Linked DNA regions of Sus scrofa: all the other regions are linked to region 3. The links are chromatin contacts, called in public Hi-C and promoter capture Hi-C maps. All regions are on one chromosome and are shown on one strand. The core of a region is the stretch at or near the end of the contact, and the rest is flanking DNA. Distances in the headings are between cores, read along the strand shown.

What was found. Promoter capture Hi-C pulls out the DNA fragments that hold promoters and counts their contacts. A called contact is a pair of places that touch in the nucleus more often than the background predicts.
Region 1: a Hi-C map of liver shows a contact between it and region 3, with 3 times the contacts expected there. The contact joins the promoter of KPNA2 here to the promoter of NOL11 in region 3. A contact is called at or near these places in 2 of 47 Hi-C or Micro-C datasets (heart right ventricle and liver).
Region 2: a contact with region 3 is called in a promoter capture Hi-C map of fetal skeletal muscle, with 2.3 times the contacts expected there. The contact joins the promoter of C12H17orf58 here to the promoter of NOL11 in region 3.

The regions. Positions count from the first base shown.
Region 1 is chr12:14,284,032-14,286,731 of Sscrofa11.1, forward strand. KPNA2 (karyopherin alpha 2 (RAG cohort 1, importin alpha 1)) reads left to right here and starts at 1,281. Exons shown (of 11, transcript NM_001163404.1): 1 at 1,281-1,294; 2 at 2,633-2,700. The coding sequence starts at 2,660.
Region 2 is chr12:14,260,279-14,262,978 of Sscrofa11.1, forward strand. C12H17orf58 (UPF0450 protein C17orf58 homolog) reads right to left here and starts at 1,401. Exons shown (of 3, transcript XM_021068119.1): 1 at 1,275-1,401; 2 at 834-1,025; 3 at 1-177. The coding sequence starts at 936. LOC110256159 reads right to left here. Exons shown (of 4, transcript XM_021068075.1): 3 at 1,189-1,811; 4 at 1,020-1,028. The coding sequence ends at 1,020.
Region 3 is chr12:14,034,268-14,036,967 of Sscrofa11.1, forward strand. It overlaps NOL11 (nucleolar protein 11), which reads left to right and starts at 1,382. Exons shown (of 18, transcript XM_003131277.5): 1 at 1,382-1,570. The coding sequence starts at 1,430.

The DNA of each region.
Region 1 (2,700 bases), core at 31-2,530, 250 kb after region 3:
TCCTGTGATTCCCTTGGCTGCTACACAGTGCATGAAGCTGGCAAAAATGCCTGCAAGAAGAGACGAAGACCATTGTTTGAATTTATAGTAAAAAACACACAAACAACAAAACCAATACAGCTTTTCTTAAAAATACCCTTTTCAGAATACGGAAAAATTATGAAAACAAAGTGGCCTATAACACTGACATTACGAGAACCATCACTGATGCTTTTTTAAAAATTACAAGAAAATGCAAGCATTTTATTCAGAAATGTATAAATTGTAGCATAAGTCATTACTGGAACAACTGACAAAATTTGAACATGGACTATATAATAAATCACATCGAAGTTCAGATGTCTTGAATTTGATGATTGTGGAGTGGTTATATAACAGAATGTCCTTATCCTTCCAAGGTGCAACCCAAAATATTTAGGGATAAAGGGACATGATTTCTCAAACTTACCCTTCAAAAGGTTGAAAAGTATCATGTAAAAGCTATGCATATGGGCCTACTAGTACGTGTGGGTATTTACACAGAGAAAGAAATAGTAAATGTGGCAAATGTTAACACTTGGCAAATATGCATAAAGATTTATAGTTCTTTTGTATTTGAAAATAAAAAATAAGACTGGAGAAACAGATGTAGTAAACCTTTTGTTACCATTACTTGTGCCGTCTATGCAGTCTTTTATGATGCAAGTTAGAAGAAAAAAAAAACTAAACTAAAAAGTGCAGCACAAATCTGCTTTATCCATCCCCTCCTTGGTGGCCCTGCTAACCTTTGGTGGCCTTTTTCTTCTGAGTCCTATCAGAGAAAAAAATACATAGCAATGTATTTCTATATCGAAATTTTAAAAATTATTTGGGGAATCATTTGTGGTTCTCTTAAGGCAGACGCCAAGGGTAACGACCAACCACTGTACACGAGTAAACCCTCGGTAAAGGACCGAGGCTATGGCCAAGGCGGGCTGGAAACTAGCCCTTCGCGCTGCACGCCGGGACCTGAAGGCTGCCGCCTCCGAACTGCGGGGCGCTCTGGGATCGCCCGGCCGCTCCCTCATCTCGCGATGCTATCGTATCTTCTGGGCCCTCTGACCCCTCCCAACGTGTTTTTCAAATCCACCAATGGACGTCTAGCATAAGCTCGAACCAGCCAATCGGAATGCGGAGCCACCGGGAAATTTAAATCGCGCCGGCTGCACGAGCCACACTGTCCTCGCGCTGACCGTGGTGGACGTTTTGAGAGACCCTGAGCCGCAGCCTGAGCGCCCCTGACCGCCTCCTGTGGAAGCCTGAGCCGGCTGTGTAGGTACGAACCTAGGCCGCAGTCCGGCCTGAGTGGCAACGGCTGGCCTGTAGGCCGGGCTCGGCTTGTGGGTGGCGGGAGGGAAGGCCCGGGCTATACGCCTGGCCTAGCTTTGGCTTCTTTGGTTGACGAGGCCTTTGGGGTCGTTCGTTTACGAGACGGGTGTTTGGGGATGCGGGTGCTTGGGTTTTAGGGCCCGAGGCTCTGCAAACCGCCGCAATGGCATTTACTCGAGAATCAGAGTGAGGCCCGAGGGCGAAAGCCCAAGTAGGTTGCCGGGCGCCTCTGGCTCCTCCTCCGTCAGTTCCCGGCTGCTCCTTCCCCGAAATGGGGCGGGGAGGGGGGAGCAGGGGAAGGGACTGGAGATGGAGGTGGCAGTTGGAAGTGCTGTCTCTTAAAACACGTCGGCCCTGGGTTGGTTGTGTCACTATTTCGTAAAAGAACAAAATGAAATTAAAGATAGCCCCCTCCCCCCCTTAGGAGGACTTTTCCTTTTGTGATCTTTTGGGGAGTGCGCTTAAGTAGCCACGTCTGAGTGAAGCACAGCTGGGGATATCAACCTAATTTGGTGCATTCACTCGGAATTCCTCGAAAGTGTGCGAGATGCTGAAGATGAAGAACTGCGTCGCGAGTTTTCAGTGTGGACAGGACATTTTATGAAAGACTCCATAACGTAATGATGAGTCAGATTTTTAACAACTTTCAACTGTGGAGAATGTACCTGTTAGGCCATTTAAAGACAGTGGAGCCTCCAGAGGATCTGAATTTATGGCCCCTAGGACAAAGATTTTACCTATAAGCTCAGTCCCCCTACTCCGAGTTCAGTTAAGTATTTGTAGATCCTCTATAGAGTCTAGAGCCGCTCTGTGCAGTGCGGTAGTCGCCAGACGCAAGTGGCTAGTCTGAATCGAGTTGTGCTGTAAGCTTAAAGTACAGATCTTGAAGAATTGGTAGGAAAAAAGAATGTGAAATATCTCAGTAATTTTTTTGATATTTTAACGTGTGGAAATGAGAATATGTTGGATGTGTTGGGTTAAATATTAAAATTAATTTCATTTGTTTCTTGTTACTTTTTTTAAACAAAATGTGGCTACTAGGAAATTTAAATTTAGGCTGCTTGCTTTATATTTCTGATGGACAGCACTGCTCCAGGAAGTCTCAGCCCTTCGGAGGGGAGGGGCCAAATATCCTTTGGCTAAAACTACATAGTGCTGAAAAAGGAAGTTCCTCTTCCATTACAAAAGTGTGGATTCAATATGTTTTCGATAATTCCCTTGATGCTTACCGTATTGCCAATCAAAATGATAAAAGGGAATTTTTTTTCTCTCCCTCATCTTATAGATACCTCCCTCCCTTTGTCTCATAACCATGTCCACCAATGAGAATGCTAATTCACCAGCTGCCCGCCT
Region 2 (2,700 bases), core at 151-2,650, 230 kb after region 3:
TGTGAATTGCTCCTTGCACTTGCCCATCCCTTTTTCGGTTAAATCTTTTCACATAGCTGCTGCTGCTCCTGACTAGTCCATCTCCGGGTCGGAGGCGCCCCCTCAGGACCTGAAGCAGAGCTGTAGGTAGCTGCCTTCTTTTATGATAGATGTGGCCCATCACAATATACCTGCTGCCTGGGGGGGGAAAGAAAAAAAAAAAAAAAGCCAACATGTAAATTCATAGTATCTTCAAAAATGCCACGAAACAATGTGAAAATGGAATAAGGACTTTAAGAAACGCCTAAGCTTGAATCTGTTATCTTGCTGCACATGGTGCATCTCAGACATTTATTTAACCCTCAAACAACAGAGACAGCCTAGTGACCTTTATAGAATAATCAGATTACCCAGCCTGTAAACAGCCAACACTAGGAGCAAAGTTCCTAATCACAACATATCAGCAGGACTTTACCGAGCACACCTCTAGAAAGACGTGGCAGTGCGCAGCACCCGCCCCCCAAAAAAGACGCTTCTACACTCAGTTTAAATGGCCCCGTAGGCGTCCCTTCTGGCAACGGTGTTTCATCGTTCCCTTCATTTGTCCACAAACATTTATTGAGTGTCTGCTTTGTGCCAGCCCGTGCAGTTCCCATCTTTAGCCGGTGGCGCGGGAGGAAGGTGTGCGCTGATGGAATTTAAATCCCAGAATTTAAATCCCCGAAATAATACCTGTCGTCTAAATTCTAAGAATACCCCTCTCCCCGTAAAAGGTACTAGGGTGACCGACAGAGACCAGGCTCCGGCATATTCAATGGTGTCATAAATATAAAATGGTCACTTAGTTTCAATACCAGGTTTAAATTCTGGACATGGCTTATTGCAACTGGAGGTGTCCAGGGCTAATATGTGGACTCGGAAGAAAAACCCGTCCGGAGTGATGTACAGGCGGCTCATCTTGTACAGCCCGTCCCGGTCCACCAGCAGAGTCACCAGCCGGATCCCTGTGCCGAGCACGTCCACATCATGCACGATTCCGTTCACTGCTGCTTGCAAAAAACAAAGAGTTTGGAGAAATACAGAGCGCTCCCTTCCTCTTTCTCTCCCCAGAGCGTTTTTAACAAATCGCGAAATAGTCCACACGGCTCTGGGGCCTGCAGGACCGAGCGGGTGGGATTCTCTAGGGTTTGGTTTAGGATCCCGGTGTACAGCCCGACTCCCTCGGCTCGGAAAGGCTCTCCCCGCGGCCGGGGCTCGGCCGTCCGGGCCCGGGAGGAGCGGCGGGCGGGGCTCACCGAACTCGCTGGCGCAGTAGGACTCGCGCACGTCCAGGTCCGCCCCGCAGGCGCGCGCGCAGGGCTCGGCGCCTGGCTCGGCGTCCTCCGTCCGCGGCGGGCGCGGCGGCGGCGGCGCGGGCGCGGGTTCCGGGAGCGGCGCGGCGGCGCGCGGCCGGTTGAGGTAGGCGGGGTCGGCGGGGGCCTCGGCGGCGCGCGCGGGAGCTCGCGCGGCCGGGAGGCGCAGGTGCCGGGAGCGCGCGCGCCGCGGGGAGTCGTCCAGCGCGGGCACGCGGCGCGGTGACGCGCGGTTCTCGGCCTGCGCGAGGCGCGGGCTCGGCGGGTCGGCGGCCGCGCGCGCTGCCTCCCGGAAGCCGGCCCGGTTCTCGGCGGGCGTGGGGGGCTTCCGGCGCCGCAGGTCCGACCAGGCGCGGGGAGCGGCGTCGGCTGCGCGCGGCCGCCGTTGGGTTTCGGGGACCGGCTGCGCCCGGGGCCCCGGTGTCTCTTCAGCGCTCGGGCCGCCGCCGGGGTCGGGCTTCCTGTTGTGGGGCGACGAGGCTGTAGGGAGAGAGGAGCAGAGGCCCGGGAGGGCGTCAGGGGAGGGGAGGAGAGGCCGGGCGGGCAGAGGGGACGGAGGAGGGGACGGGGAGAGGAGGGGGCCGGCGTGGGGGTGGGGGGAGCGTCGAGGGGAAGGGGAGAGGCCGAGACGAGAAGGGAGAGAGGAGGGGAGGAGAGGTGAGGCCGGGGAGGCTGAGAGATGAGGCTGCCGAGGGGGAGAGAAGCCAGTGGGGGGGAGAAGAAAGGGCTCCGGGAGGGGAGGAGATGGGGGACAATGCAAACGTAGCAGACACCTGCGAGAGGCGAGGTGGGGCGGCCAGGAGACTTGCAAGTAAAGGAAAAAGAATGGGAGGGGGAAGAGGAAGGCCCCCCAGCTTCTGAGGAGCACAGGTTTCCTAGGCCCCACAGGAGGACGGAGATGAGGGTCTTGCCCTCTAAGAATGAGGCCAACTAGGAAGAATTTTCTCACCGCATGGGAACATTTCATTTTGTTAAGGAACCTTCGCAAAGCAACGGCTTTTAAAATTACAACCACCTATTTGTTCCAGGACTAAACATAACTGACAACTTTGGTTAAATAACAAACTCTTTTTGCCCTTTCTTTAATGTATATATAAACATCCGCCTTTTTGCTCTGTACAGTTTGTTGAGAAAGTACCAAGAGCAAACCCCAGGGGGAAAGGGCTCATATTACAGGTTCTCCTAATTGTTTAAGCGCCCCTGACAACAGAACTATTTGGTTTTCCCATCCGTGTTTACACTGTCATCTTGGTCTCTGCAGAACCCAGCATTTGTGAGTGGATTTTTATCTGGCTTCTTGGACACCACTTATTAGTAAAACACAGCTTAGAAAGATTTTTAAAGTGTGGCCGGGAGGCAGAGGCCCTTG
Region 3 (2,700 bases), core at 132-2,631:
CCATCCAAATGGATGTTCTGATAACACTGGTGCCCCAAATTAGACATTTGATCCAGTCTCAGAGAGTCAGAGAAGACTTCCTGGAGAAGGATGTGTCTAGGCTAGCATCCTAAACATGGACAGTGGGTGCTAAACACGATTCCCCAGACAGGCTGATTGTGCCGGGAGGAAAAGAAAGGTTTCATAGAGGCCAGGATGTCTAGGCTGAATCTCACAGTATTTCTTTTCCAAATAAAGGAGCCACAAATTTAAAGCCAAACGCCTTAGATACTTTGAAAAATAAGATCTCGGAGTTTCCGTAGTGGCGCAGTGGTTAATGAATCCGACTAGGAACCATGAGGTTGCGCGGGTTCGATCCCTGCCCTTGCTCAGTGGGTTAAGTCCGGCGTTGCCGTGAGCTGTGGTGTAGGTTGCAGACATGGCTCGGATCCGAGTTGCTCTGGCTGTGGTGTAGGCCGGTGGCTACAGCTCCGATTAGACCCCTAGCCTGGGAATCTCCATATGCCGCGGAAGCGGCCCTAGAAAAGGCAAAAAAGACAAAAAAAAAGAAAAAGAAGACCTGTTATCCTTATTAAGAATTTACGGTAGCTACGTACTTCTTTCATAATAGCTGCATAGCCTTTCTCCTGTGTTGTAATGCTTGTGGCCTGGTAATCGCCTATTTAGATGTTTCCTCCCTAAGAACATGCACGATTTATCTTTTCTGAGTTTTGACAGTATTGACTGCGTTAGTCACGTTTATCTCAAAAACCTCCCAAGGAAATGGCTTTGCCAAAAATTGCCCAGGGGGACCTTAGACGTCATCCGCTTCCTGGGACAAGTCTGAATTTCCTAAAAGCTGGAGAGATGTCCCCGCCGGTGCTCAGAGAACCGGGAGAGAAAACCTGGGAGGCCCGAAAGGCCGCAGAGACTAGATCTTTGCGGCGGGTTCTGAGAAGCAGGGGGGATTAGGCATTTCAGTTCAGCACGTTAAGAGTTAATCTGAAGAGAGAAATATTTTTCCCTTGGGACATTATTCCAAGAAGCTGTGGAAGGAATTCCTAGAGAGTTCGCTTCAAGTGAAAACATTGAGTTTATTTATATCCCGCCACTTGCCACACCCACCCCTCAGCCTCTCAAATTCGTAGCTGAAAAAGGCTCAGCGGCGATACCACCCAACAGGTAAGGTTTCCCCTGCCACCCACCCTTTCCCCACAGAGCGGTGCATCCGGGACTCGGGACTCTGGCCTGGGAGGCGGAGTCTAGACGCAAGTTCCAGGCCCCGCCCACCCGACGTCGACCGCAGCGCCACTAGCGATCTCTGCCCGCCAGAGGTCGCAGACTCCGCAAGCAGGTTTCTCACTTAGTGCCAGTCGGCCTCCTAGTTCTCGCGAGAGAAAGCGCGAAGCCTGCCGGGAGGGCTGCGCGGCCGTGCGTAAGTTGGGCCAAAATGGCAGCCCTGGAGGAGGGATTCACGTTGACTGCGGTACCCCTGGGTTCTGGGCCTGACGGACCCCTAGGAGTGGAGCAGAGCGACAAAACAGACCAATTTCTAGTGACGGACAGCGGCAGGACGGTCATTCTCTATAAGGTGAGAGCGATAGTCTTGGAACGCCCTCGTTGCCGTTTCGCCCCTTTCTGAGCGCGAAGTCGTAACCACGGGTTTCTCACAGCTTCGGGGACATCGTTCAGCAGACTTAGTGGAGAGGCGGCATGGCCTCTTCGGGACGCTGAGTGAGGTTAGAATCTGACTCGATTGTTTCCCCGAAGAGCAAGGCATATCTCCGAGTTGCAGGCGGCAGAGCATCTTAAGTGCACGTGGGCTAGACTAGGAAAGGAAAGGAAACCTGTGCTTTCAGATAGCCTTGCTAAGATCCCCTCCTGGGGTCTCTGTCTACCCAGGCCTCCCGCAGAAGGGTTGAACAGAGATTGGTTGGGTGGGAGATGTCATTGATGTTAGTTTCGCATTCTGTCCATAACATTTCCTACCACTCGTTAGGCGGGAAAAAAGGTTTTGTAGGTGTCTTCTTTTTCTCTTTCTTTTTTTGTTTTTGTTTTTGTTTTTCGTTTTCTTGGCAGCTTGGTAGGAATTTTAAATCCGAGTGACCGGTCTGTTGACAGCTGTGGTTCACCCTGTGAAATCTGGAGTTGTGTCCCTTGAAATCTACACACCCCGCCCCCTTTTCAGTCTAACGACGGACTACGACACCTTAAACTTTGCTTGTAGTAGGCTTGTAGAAAGTATTTTTATGTGAGCTGCTGAACTTAGTTTAACGGGAGTTTTTGTTTTTGGATTTTTTTGGTTTTGGGGTGGTTTTGTTGGGGGTTCTTTTTGGTTTTGGGGGGTTTTTGGTTTGTTTTTGTTTTTGTCTTTTTAGGACTGTACCTGCGGCACGTGATAAGTTCCCAGGCTAGGTGAGCAGCAGCAGGGGATCTGCGAGACCCACACCACGGCTCCAGGATCCTTACCCCACTGAGTGAGATCAAGGATCAGAACCATTCTTGTTTGTTACCGCTGAGCCACAACGGGAACTCCAGGTTTCTGTATCTTTAAGAAGCTAGCAATCTCAGCAGTCGCTAATCGTCAGGGAAATGCAAACCAAAACTATAATGAGATATCACCACACACCTCTCAGAATGTCCATCATCAAAAAGAACACAAATAGCAAATATTGGTAAGGACGTGGAGGAAAGGGAACTCTCATACACTGTTGGTGGGAA